Regions from separate parts of the Bos taurus genome. Here region 2 is linked to region 1. A link is a contact called in public Hi-C data. All regions are on one chromosome and are shown on one strand. The core of a region is the stretch at or near the end of the contact, and the rest is flanking DNA. Distances in the headings are between cores, read along the strand shown. Region 1 overlaps TRMO (tRNA methyltransferase O). Region 2 holds the start of TBC1D2 (TBC1 domain family member 2).

Region 1 (6,112 bases), core at 1,837-4,336:
ACTGGCAACAAGAACGGCATCCAGTTTAATCTCAGTCTACCACTGAAACCCACTCATGGTAGTTCTCAGTCAATGGTCATAGAATGAATAAGAAATAAATAAGAAATAAATCGGTAATTAAGTTATTTTTCTTGGACTTCTCAGAATGACTTTCTTTTCTGATACAAAGACATCCAAAGAAATCCTAAAGTCACCATTTTGGAATCAGGATTAAATATATACACATACGTGGGTGCGGGGAGCAAAGTCTCTAAAGATCTTTATAACAACTTTATTTTGATTTGTTAGTTTCTCAAGATACCATAACTCAGTTTGATTTAGAACAAAATAGAGAGATCAGGCTTTTTCAGACAAAAAAAACCCCAACATGAATGGCTGAACACATCCCCTAACTTCTGCCCAGTTTTACCAAGTACCAAGGACAACTGACTTCTTTCAGAAAACCCTGACATAGCGTTGCCTTTGGATTCTGCAGTATTAACTGATCAAAAGCAATCACGATATAGTGATTTCTCCAAATTCTATATCTCTTAGTTTATTAAAATACATGTTTTTCAAATAAATATTATGAACAAGCCAAATCACCAAATGTGTGAGATCACAAAGTGCCACGTTGCTTCCTTTTGCAAAGAAGGCACATCATTAGCTTGTACTGATAACCCAACAGCCACACCCAAGTCAATCAGGCTGCCTTACAGGCTCCATGGAGGATCCTCACGACCCCAAAGACACCGGGGACTCCGCAGGCTTGCTCATCTGAACAGGCTCAGAAGCCGGCTTGATCCTTAGGACTTCCGCAAAACCATCACCAAACCAGCATGTAACGTGTGCCGTGTCTACTGTAAAGTAAAAAAGACGATCTTGGCAGAGCTTCCGTCGATATACAGACCGAGGATCAGCTGACAGCACAGCCTCGATGGCATGCCTTGCTTCCTCCGCTGACTGAAAATATTTAAATGAAGCCTGACCAACACCTGCAATAAGAAGAACACAGCTTGGGAATTCTCTGGTGGTCCAGTGGTGAGGACTCCATGCATTAACTGCCATGGGCCCAGGTTCAATTCCTGCTGGGGAAGTAAGATCCCACAAGGCACACCGCCCCCACCCCCACCCCAAAAAAGGACCCCATGACTTAATTATCAAAATCATGCAAGTCAAATTTCAGTACAGTGACTTTCAATGTGGAGGCTGGTTGGAGCCTCATAAAGAATGTGGTACTGTCATTATGTTAAAGTGGTACATATTCAAGTGGTACTGTCATTATATTAAATTTATGCACACTCAACCCAGATTTGAAATCTGCTGAGCAAAAAAAATCATGGTGATAATTTTCCTTAGTCTCCTAAGCAGGATAGCTGAGCTTTCACTTTTGTGCACCCAAAATGTCACTTTCTATGCTCAGTGTAGAAAGTGAAAGTCAGTCGCACAGTCCTATCCAACTCTTTGTGACCCCATGGACTGTAGCCTGCCTGGCTCCTCTGTCCGTGAAATTCTCCAGGCAAGAATACTGGAGTGGGTTGCCATTTCCTTCTGCAGGGGATCTTCCCAACCCAGACATCGAACCTGGGTCTCCTGCACTACAGGCAGATTCTTTACCAACTGAGCCACTAGGGAAGCTCAACGTAGACGTGAATTCAATTCCTTGTCATTTTTCTCTCACAATGCAGGCATGGTCACTGAAAGGCATGACAGTCCCAGCATTCTCAGAAGCCACACGTAGCCAGAGCACTACCTAAAGGCAGGGGAGGGTGCCTCAGGCAGGGGCGGGTATCACACACCCACAAGTAAAAGTAACGCTACTTTCTGTAGGAGAAATGGGAGAGCCCTTGTGAGAACAGTGAAGCAGGTAGACTAAGGTCAACACCATCACTGGGAAGAGGCTACCCCATTCCCCAGGTTTGTATGTCAGTAAACACAGGAAGCGGAAAAATTTCCTATCTTTATAACACTATGGGTGTGTTATAATTTTTTTAAATATATTACATACAAAACTTAAATAAAAGATTAACTGTGACCTAATTTTTAATAGCTGCCACATAACATACATCCAAACAAAGACCAGGCTCTTCCAGGAAGGCAGGTGCTTTACAGAATGTTGTCCCTGTTCAAAATATCATCTGGAGTGGTAGTGGGGGGTGGAGGTGCTGTCTTTATCCTTCTGAAAACAAATTCAGATTTTAGAAAACAGCCAAATACCACTCTGGACTATGTCCAATTAAAAAGTTGGTAAGTAAAGTCATGAAATACAATCTCTGGTCAAAAACTGAGGACTAATTATGCAGTGCTAAGATTCCTTTCGTGTTTGGTACATAAAACGATTCTAAGGCCACTCTAAAAAGAAGAGTTCCCAAGACACCACACTCTTCAGTAACTGTTTCCTGTAGAAGCTCCGGGTCTTCGTTTGGCTGTTCATTTGGCGCAGGTGCCCTTCCCTCACTTCCCTGCCTACTTATGTTTCCAAGCTCAGCCCAAATACTTACCCTTTCCTCCAAGAAGCCTTCTCAGATTTCCTCCCCAAGGAGCTAGAAGCCTCCCCAGATTTTCTGCTCCCCAAGTCAGAATACACTCTCCTTCCTGTTCCCACAGCACTCTATTCCAGTGCCAATCCCACCTCTCCATTCCAACATCTTTTTATCCTTTCTACACTCTAAACTTTCTGAAGTCATTTCTTATTTCTGTCCTGGCTCAAAATTCTGCTGCTATAAATCAATCAGCCCCCATTTTATAGTTACAGTTCATTATTTCTCTTTTTAACCACTTTTTAAATCAGTAAGACATAATGTAGCCTCTCAATGAACTACAGTTTGAAAAACACAAAACTTTCCAAAGTAGGAAGCACTTCATGATAACCACCAGACAAGGGGCAAATATATGGTACCTTTTAGGCAGCACTGCTTTGTTCTACCACAAAATCCTTTTTTTTGACTTTCCTTGGGAATTCCCTGGTGGTCTACTAGTTAGGACTCCAAGCTTTCACTGCTGAGGGTGTGGACTTAATCCTTGGTCAGGGAACTAAGACACTACAAGCCATGTGGGGCGTGACCCCTCCAAAGGAAAAAAAAAAACACCCAAAACTGATTTCCTCTTCCCATGAACTGTGCTGCCGCTGTTTAGTCACCAAGTCACGTCCCACTCTTTTGCAACCCCATGGACTGTGGCCCGCCAGGCTTCTCTGTCCAGGGGATTTCCCAGGCAAGAATACTGCAGTGGGTTGCTGTTTTCTTCTCAGGGATCTTCCTGACCCAGGGATCGAACAGGTGTTCCTGCATTACAGGTGGATTCCTTTACCCATGAGCCATTAGGGAAGCCCCCCCACGAACTAGATGCAGTGATTAAACAACGTTCATAAAACTTTTAAAATAAAGAGATCAATTTAAAAATTAAATGTCCTGTTTAAACATAAGGCCTTAGGATAGAATGAGAAGCACAACCGCCCAGTGGCAGGTGAAATCTGACATCTCCTTGGCAACGATAAACTGGCCACTTCTTACTGGAACTACTGAACCCACTTCTTAATGGGCCCTTCCTTCATTCTAGACAGCTGCTTGGAATCTGCTTGTGGGCTTGAAAAACCAGATAACAATGTTTGTTAACATTATGTATTAAACAGGTGCCAAGTAAAAGACCTGTGGCGGCTCTTCTGCAGTGCTGGGACTTTACAGGGACAATTCCTGTGGTAAGACACTCTTTCCTTCTTACTACTGGGCTCGTGCCAAAGGCTGAGCTATTGACCACCTGACAGTTAAAATAAGATGAGACATTTCTCTAGTCAGCGAGTGAAACAGATGAAAGAAAATCTACCTAAGTATAGAACAAGCACAACTTAGCGTCTGAATGCCATTTGAGAACTCCAAGAACTACCGCTACGAGTTGACAAGAGGCCCTATTCCTGAGCAGCAGCTGTCCTCAGTAAACACGTGACTGAGTGGCTGGGACTCTGTGCTGAACAGTTGCTGACTGAAAGCCATCAGATGATGACATTGTCCAAGTTTGATTTTATACTCCTACGTTTCTTTACAAGTCATAATGACCAATACTCTATATACCTGCCCTCAGAAATAGCAATTTGGTCTATGGCCATACCACCCTGAACATGCCTAATGTCATCTTGGAAGCTAAGCAGGGTCGGGCCTGGTTAGTATTTGGATGGGAGAAACACCAAGTTCGCCAAATCTCCTAGCAAAGGCTCATCTCTTATTCACAAACAAGAAGTGGAAAGTACCTGGTTCACCTGAGCTGAGGTGCTCAAGGTCCATCTCTGCGTGAGGAGTAAATCGGACTTCCAAGGTGGCCACAGGGGCATCTCTCACCCAGGCAGGGACCACGCTGCAGTGGGCTGCACCGGCCACCCTGGAAGGAGCCTTGGGGGACATCTCTGGGTCGTGTCCTTCTGGGGCCACTGCTTCTTCCCCTCTCTTCAGCCTGCTGTCTTCTTGTTCCTCTGAAGGGCTCTTCTCCTGGATACGTGGGCCACTTTGCTCTTGTGCCACCCTGGGACTGGATTCTTCACCCAATTCTGCCGCTCTCTCCCTTGGCTCAGGTGAGCTTTGCTGGGTGTTTGCTGCGTCATCAGATCCCGCAATGTTTTCCCCTGAAGTTCTATCTTCAGGACATTTGGGTTTCTCCGTAGTGCAGCGGCAGGGCTGTGATTCCTTGTACTCTGAGAGCTGTTGCCAGTCACAGCTATCAGTCTTGCCTTCAGACTGGGACACGGTTTTCGGTTTATGTTGGTTATTCCGTAAGGTGAAGTCCCCTGAAGACTCAATCAAAGTTTGCGGTGAGTCATAATCAGCTATGTAGGGCTTTATGTCTAGTACAGGTGTGCCATGAATCATGTCAATTCCAGAAAGGTAGACAGCTCCACCTGTAATGTGAAAAACATCTTAGAGATATTAACAATGAAGAACAGCACAAACGATTAGAGACTCAACACCATCTGCCTAAACCTCACCAGGCTTAGTCACAGTTCCTTCACGCACCAGGCTCTCTTACACTTGGTGCCAATACACACTTCTCTTTCTACCTAGAAACTCATTCTCTTTTTAACCTGTCAGACTGCTGCTTGCTCTTCAAGGCTCTCATGTAACACCTGCTTTACAGAGCCTTTCTGGCTCTTTCAGACAGAAGTGTTCTTTCCTCTGGGTTCTGCAGAGGAACCTGTGCCCAAACTTCTCCTGGAGCCCTTGCCACGTAGTCTGGCAATGGCCTGCTTAGAGTCTCTCCCCCTAGACAGTGAGTAGGCCTTCGAGCACTAGGTGGGGCCAGCTCACCTTTGCATCACTGGAGGTTTCTAACTTTGTTCCAAGTACATCAGAAAGATAGTTGCTCAGTCGTATCTGACTCTTTGAAAGCCCATGGACTGTAACCCACCAGATTCCTCTGCCCATGGAATTTTCCAGGCAAGAATACTAGAGTGGGTTGCCATTTCCTTCTCCAGGGAATCTTCCTGATGCAGGGATTGAACCCAGGTCTCCCGCATTACAGGCAGATACTTTATCGTTTGAGCTACCAGGGAAGCCCAGGTACCTCAGAGTCTTCAGCATTACCTCTGTGGGACTGACGATGGTTTCTACTGTGGCAAACAGCATCTAAGGTGGCCCTGTGATGCTCATCACCTAGTGGTGTATGATCCCCTCCTCTTGAGTATGATTTGATATCACTCCAGTGACTATGTTATCTAAGACTCCTGCATTTGCTGCAGATTCACTTGACTCTTCTTGTGGGTTTGATGAAGCAAGCAGCCACGCTGGGAGAGTCCATATAACAAGGCACTGTGGGTGGTCCTTAGGTGCTATGGGCTGCCTCTAGGAGCTGGAGGCAGCCACCAGCCAAAAACCAGCAAGAGGTCAGGACCCTCAGGATCACAACTGTAAGGAAGTGAATTCTGCCAAGACCAGAGTGGGCTTGGAAGTGGATTCTTCCACAGTCAAACCTCCAGAAAAGAACTCATTCCACATGACACCTTCACTGAAACTTGGTGAAGCTCTAAGCAACGACCCAGCTAAGCTGTGTCCCAACTCCCTAACCCATAGAAACATCATAATGTCTTAAACATGTAATAAATGTGTGCTGTTTAAACTGATGGGGTGTGGTAATTTGTTACACAGCAAGA
Region 2 (6,112 bases), core at 2,590-5,089, 270 kb after region 1:
TGCAATATGGGTGTGGGAGGGTATGAGCTCCAGGACTCCTCCATGCTGAGACGTTTTAGGATTTGGGTTCTTATGGGTCACCTGGGGGTAAAGGTTCTGCCCTACAGAAACATGGGATAAGATCACAGATCTACTCGACTCACAACACAAAAGCATTTATGTCAGAAGCAACAACAATAACTGCATTTTCTCATTAACCTTCCTCACAGGTTGTGAAAGTTCTTGAAATCTTTGCATAATTGCTATCATCATAATATTAGCTGACGTCTACTGAACTCTGACAATGCTCAGACATCATTCCAACCACTTAAGCTGTGTAGATTCATTTAATCCTTATAATAACCCTAAGAAGTAGGTATAGTTTATTAACCTCATTTTACAGGGAAGGAAATTGAAGCTCAGAAAGGTTAAGCAACTTGCCTAAGATTGCACAGGATGAGGATCTAAAGCCAGCCAGCATGGCCTCAGAGCCTGTGTTCTTGCCATGGATGCTATACTGTTGCCCTAGCTGATCCTGAGCCACATCCCTGGCTCTCTGCTTCTTTAGCAGAGGACTCCTCCCACTTACTCCCAACAGGAGGGTAGAGGCTTGGTCACCAAAAGCCCTGGGTGTATGAATAGAAGGCAAGCCTGTTGGGTACCTAGCTCAAGGCGCAGGGCAGGCCCATTCCCAGCCAGGGCAGCGTCGTGGGCAGCAGGAAGTGCAGGCAGGCTGTTGTGGAACTCCCAGCGCTTCATCTGCAGCTGCTGCAGCCAGTACAGCATCGCTTGCTTGGTGGCAGCCTGAGAAGCACAAGGGTTAGTTGGCAAGGCCCTGTGCCCACACGGTGGGACTGGGTGAGGGATGTGAGAAGGTCATGGGAAGTTTGGCAACTCTCTCCTTCCTGAGAAAACAAAAAACAAAACAAAACACTGCCACTGTGGATAGGTGCCCATCTTTGAAACACCACATGCTCCTCAGTCATAGAAGATAACCAGGCTCTGATCTTCCACTCAGAGATATCTTAACCTTTCTGGGCCTCAGTGTTTTCATCTGTACTATGGTGATGATAACACTCGGTCCATAAGGTGGTTATAAGGGTGAAATGAGGGAAGGAAAGTGTCCAGCAGAGTTCCTGACATGCAGCAGGAGCTCCAAATGTGCTCACTGGATAAAAGAGTTTGGAGACATTGAGAGAGAGGGAGAGAGCTTTGAAATTCTGACTTGGCTGGGGCCCGGGTAGCATCACTACCTTCTTGTGTGACATCTCAGTGTCCTAGTCAACTTTGTGGAGTGAGGAGAATCCCCCCCTTTCTGAGGATGATACGACTGGGACCTGGAAAGTCACATGCGCTCAACAACAATTCAGTGGCACCTCCAGGCAGCCCACACAAGGTACACCTGACACTGGTCATCAGTCCCCTGGTACTGGATGGTCCACACACCTACTCTCACATCCATTACGTTGCCTGATCCTCCACTGGGGAAGCAGGGCAGGAGTGCTTGGCCCCTGCTATAGATGGAGAAACTTGGAGAAACTAAGGCTGTGAGGTGGCCCAGGCAGGTGGTGGTAGAGCTGGTCCCAGAACCCAGGTCTCCCACTTCTAAGCCAGAGACCTGTTATAATTTATGGCCAGGAGAGTGTGACTTACAGAGAGAAGGCCTGGGATCAGATGGGCTGCAGAAGCTGGGCAGCTCGCTAGGATTGGAAGGTAAGCCTCACAGAGATGACCACAGTCAAGGCCGTGTGAGAATATAAGCAAGCAACCAGGGCAAGCCCTCTTCTCAAGAGGGCCAGGGGTGAGGTGTGCAGAAGGCAGGAGGCTCCATGAAAGGGGCCCTCAGCCTGCCATGGAGGGATCAAATCAGATAAAATGCTGTCCACCATTCTCTTTCTATATATCAAAGCTTTCCCTGAGAGACCTCAGCTTCTTCCAGGGCTTCACCATGACCTTGTGCTCACAAACTCCCACTCATACCCAAACATCCCATTTTATTAATTCTCTGGACATGTGTATATTGAGCATCTATGGTATGTGTCAGGGACTGTGGTAGGCAGTGGAGACACTGGTGAGCCCACATGGCCCCTCTCCTCTTGAAACTTAAGAATCTACCAAGGGGACATATGACTGCATGTCCTGTTGTTTCCTCAATTGGGGTTCCCTCCTGTCAGTGACTGGCCCAACCAGGCAGTCAGCCAGTTACACAAGCCATCCTTGACTCCTCTCTCATATCCATAGCCACCTGCATATGTCTCCTTCCCCAATGCTACAGCTCAGCCATCATTTTCTCCTGATGGACTGTCACCCACCCCCCACTGCAGCCTGGTCACAAGACTGGCCTAGTCATTAAAGTGCAACTAAAAGCTGTGAGCTATATCCAGGGGGCTCAATAGATTCTCCATTGGCTGGAAGTAGAGGTGGGAGGGAAGCAGTCTACTGGCACACTCCTCTCTGAGTGTGAATTCCAGAACTCCTAGCCCACACCAATCTTTCTTTCCAGTTAAGTTCTAGGCACTTTCACTGGACAAGAAGTTTCTGACCTTGGTTCTGTTACTATGTGTGCTCAGTCAACAAATACGTATTGTGCACCCACTAGATGCCAGCAGTAGTATAGGCTGAGATTAATTCCGCAACTTGTGATGTGCCAGGTGCTTACATACCTTGTTTTAGTCTCACAAACTACCTCGGTACTAAGAGGTTAACTTGCCCAGAGTCACACAGTTAGTAAGTAGCTGATGCAGAATTTGAATCCAAGCCTGTCTGATTTCAAAGCGCATGGCCTTTGCAATGCTTCAGGCTTTTCCAGTTAAATATGATAATAAAACAGAACTTACTGATGAGAAAACAGGTTTGGCTATGCTTCAATGAACAATGTAGGTTGATCAGTGAAACCTAAGTGTTTATCTCCCAATCTCTGCCAATGTTTTCTCAGCATTCACTCCCCTTGGCTACAACATCAAGAAAAGTAATTCAGAATCCAGGCCTTGAAAGAGGATTGTAAAGCTCATATCTTGACTATACTTCAGCCCTAAGTAAGAAAGTTATGGTAACTGCCTAGTTTTTTGTTGTTAAGCTGGTTAAGTTTTGTCTGACTGTTTTGCAACCCAATGGACTGTATCCTAAAAGTTTTGATAAGGTACTGAGAAGTAGGGAAGCTATGAGATTCCAAGTGTGGGCTACACTACTTTTTAGTGGTGTGACTCAAACCAGTCCCTTTACCCCTTTATGACTCAGTTTTTTGATCCGTAATATAGGTCCATCATCCCGGCCTTTACTGCAGGAATCTAATGAGGAAATGGGTGTGAATGCGCTTTGAAAAACACAAAACCCTGGGCACCCAGGGTTCACTGAGGTGATCGGGGTCGGTGATTATGGTAAGTTTATTGTGACCACCCACCCGTGCTCAGCGGTGCCCTGGGATCCCATCCCGGCCAAAAAGGGAAAACAGTGCTCCATTTACCTTCAAGGTAATTATCCTGTTGGGAGTCTTGATTTCGAAAGTCCCCTCCTCGGCGTCCGCCTTGCAATCAAACACCGCACTGGAGAGGTCGATGCTGTCCAACGGATTCGCATCCTGCGCGGTCCGCGAATAATACAGGTGACATTTCCTCTCGTCGAAGAAGAACCAGCGGGATTTCCAGCCCCGGATGGGCCCCTTGCCACCAAACTTACTTAAATATCCACAAAGCTTTGGGGGGGTCGCCTCCAGGGGCCGGGTACAGCCCTCCGACTCCTCCGAAAGCGACACCTCGGGAACCTTGGCCGAGCCAGCAGGCTCTTCGGACCACGGGACGGAGGAACCAGACTCCGCGGGGCTCTCCTGCGCGCCCTCCATCGCAGAGGGACTGGAGGTTAGTGGCCCAACCCCACTCAAATCTTGAAAACTCAGGTGATAACCTTCCAAAAGGGAGTGATCCGACGGGGGCGGGGCCAGTGGCGACCCGCCTCCAGGAGACGACGGAGGGACTCGGTTGGCTGCAGCTTGTGAGCCTCATAGATCGAAAGCCCAGTAGGGGCGGATGGCCACGCCCATTCGGACCTCGGCCGCCAGGACACGCCCCGGCACGCCCTCTGCCGGCTCCTCCTTTCCCGCCTACTTCAGGCTTTTCCTCGTTGCCTGTGCGCCATCTTTACTGGGGGCAGCTTCCGGCATGAGGCAGTCCACAGGTTGAAGGCGTGGTGTCTCTGAATTAGTTAACCCGCGGAAGGGAAGCTGAAAGAGACGCGGGTCCTCCGGTACACTGCTCTGGTAACTCGCGTAATGGCGTGGAAGGGTGGTCCTTTCTCGCGCCTCATGGGCCTCCCGCCTTTTCTCCCCAGGTACCGCTCCGGTCACCGTCGGACGGCGGACCGCGCGGCTATTGGCTGAAAGGGACGCCCTGCTCAGTGTCGCCACATCCGGCACTGCTCTCGGCTTGTGGGGCTCGTTGGCTCAGTACCCGCGGCTGTTTATTCGTGATTCACCCCTGACCGCGGCGGCCTCTCCGCCCTCCGTCCCAGCCTCCTTTTCTGGCTGCTTGCGTTACCTGGGGCGCCTGGTCCGGCTGCTACCCTGACTGGGGCTGGACTCAGCAAATTGTTTACACAGACAAATAGGCCCTGATTAACTCGTTCAACCTCATGTCTCATTCTACCACTTGACCTAAAGTTTTTCCCCTTCCCTCCTGTCAGGCGCATCTCTTCTCTTAGGCTGTAGAACCCATTTCTGTCCACCTCTTTCGAGGCATCACGGTGCCCTAGCCCTTTCTTAGCTCCTCTCCCTTTAGCTTCTCTTTCTCTGCTGCTGCTGCTAAGTCGCTTCAGTCGTGTCCGACTTTGTGCCCACCAGGCTCCTCTGTCCCTGGGATTCTCCAGGCGAGAATACTGGAGTGGGTTGCCATTTCCTTCTCCAATGCATGAAAGTGAAAAGTGAAAGTGAAGTCGCTCAGTCGTCCTCGACTCTTAGCGACCCCATGGACTGCAGCCTACCAGGCTCCTCCATCCATGGGATTTTCCAGGCAAGAATACTGGAGTGGGTTGCCATTGCCTTCTCCAATCCTTAACAAAATTCTCGTTTCCGGGTAAATTATGCCCAGAGACTGAGACTGTCTTTGCCAGTACAGTAATTTTTTAAATACAGGTTCACTGCAGAAATTATAATTTATAGTAACAGTATTTCCCAAGTTCCTAGTATACGGGATAATGTCTCTTAATAAGCAAATGAAAAGAAGTAACATCCTCCCAACTGTAAAAGGGCCACAAGGTTAAAACTGTTTTGATAGATGATTTCTAAAACTGTTTTTCCTATCTTCCCCTTGTGTTGCTGGGAACTAAATTTGCATTCTTTGTTACTGATTAATGCTGGCGGGCCTTCTTGCTAGTTTTGCTTGTTCCTTTTAACCCCAGTCTCAAGACTTTCCTTAAATACTCCTGGTTTCTCCCAGAAAGCAGGACGGTAATTTTCAGGAAGTTAGTCTGCTACTGTCCTCATTTGCTGTCAAATCAATAAATTTCGTTTTCCTCTATCCTTAGAACCTTCCCATTATCTTCAGTCTGTATTGGGAAGGAGGACTGAATTTTCATTACAAAATCAGTGATATGTTAATTATACTGTTGTTCCAGCCAAAGGGGGGTTTGAAAGCAATAAAATCCAAATTTAGTTCAGGTGTACCTTTCTATGAGTTGGTTCCTGGTATAGTCAGTCATTCCTTCCAGTTGGGTATCAGGGTTAGGACCTATTACCAATGTTGGTAGAGGTTGCTCCCGAGGTTATTCCTCCAGGGACCCTTACATGGCTTGTGCCACTGCCTACAAGGACTAGCACTGCCAGGTTAGGAACAGATCTCCCTTCTTTTCTGAATTCAGTTCAGTTTAGATGCTCAGTTGTTTCTGACTCTTTGTGACTCCATGAACTGCAGCACGCCAGGCCTCCCTGTCCATCACCAACTCCTGGAATTCACCCAAACTCATGTCCATCAAGTCGGTGATGCTATCCAACCATCTCATCCTCTGTCGTCCCCTTCTCCTCCTGCCCCCAATCCCTCCCAGCATCAGAGTCTTTTCCAATGAGTCAACTCTTCGCATCAGGTGGCCAAGGTATTGGAGTTTCAGCTTCAACATCAGTCCTTCCAATAAACACCCAGGACTGATT

The links. A called contact is a pair of places that touch in the nucleus more often than the background predicts.
Region 2: a Hi-C map of skeletal muscle shows a contact between it and region 1, with 5 times the contacts expected there. A contact is called at or near these places in 2 of 11 Hi-C or Micro-C datasets (liver and skeletal muscle).

The regions. Positions count from the first base shown.
Region 1 is chr8:63,088,940-63,095,051 of ARS-UCD2.0, forward strand. It overlaps TRMO (tRNA methyltransferase O), which reads right to left. Exons shown (of 5, transcript NM_001097994.2): 4 at 4,223-4,864; 5 at 258-974. The coding sequence ends at 715. Among named protein-coding and RNA genes, the nearest start is that of TRMO, 8.1 kb to the right of the region's middle.
Region 2 is chr8:63,353,928-63,360,039 of ARS-UCD2.0, forward strand. TBC1D2 (TBC1 domain family member 2) reads right to left here and starts at 3,840. Exons shown (of 13, transcript NM_001101981.1): 1 at 3,443-3,840; 2 at 642-783. The coding sequence starts at 3,817. LOC132345966 (a long non-coding RNA gene) reads left to right here and starts at 4,095. Exons shown (of 4, transcript XR_009495600.1): 1 at 4,095-4,231.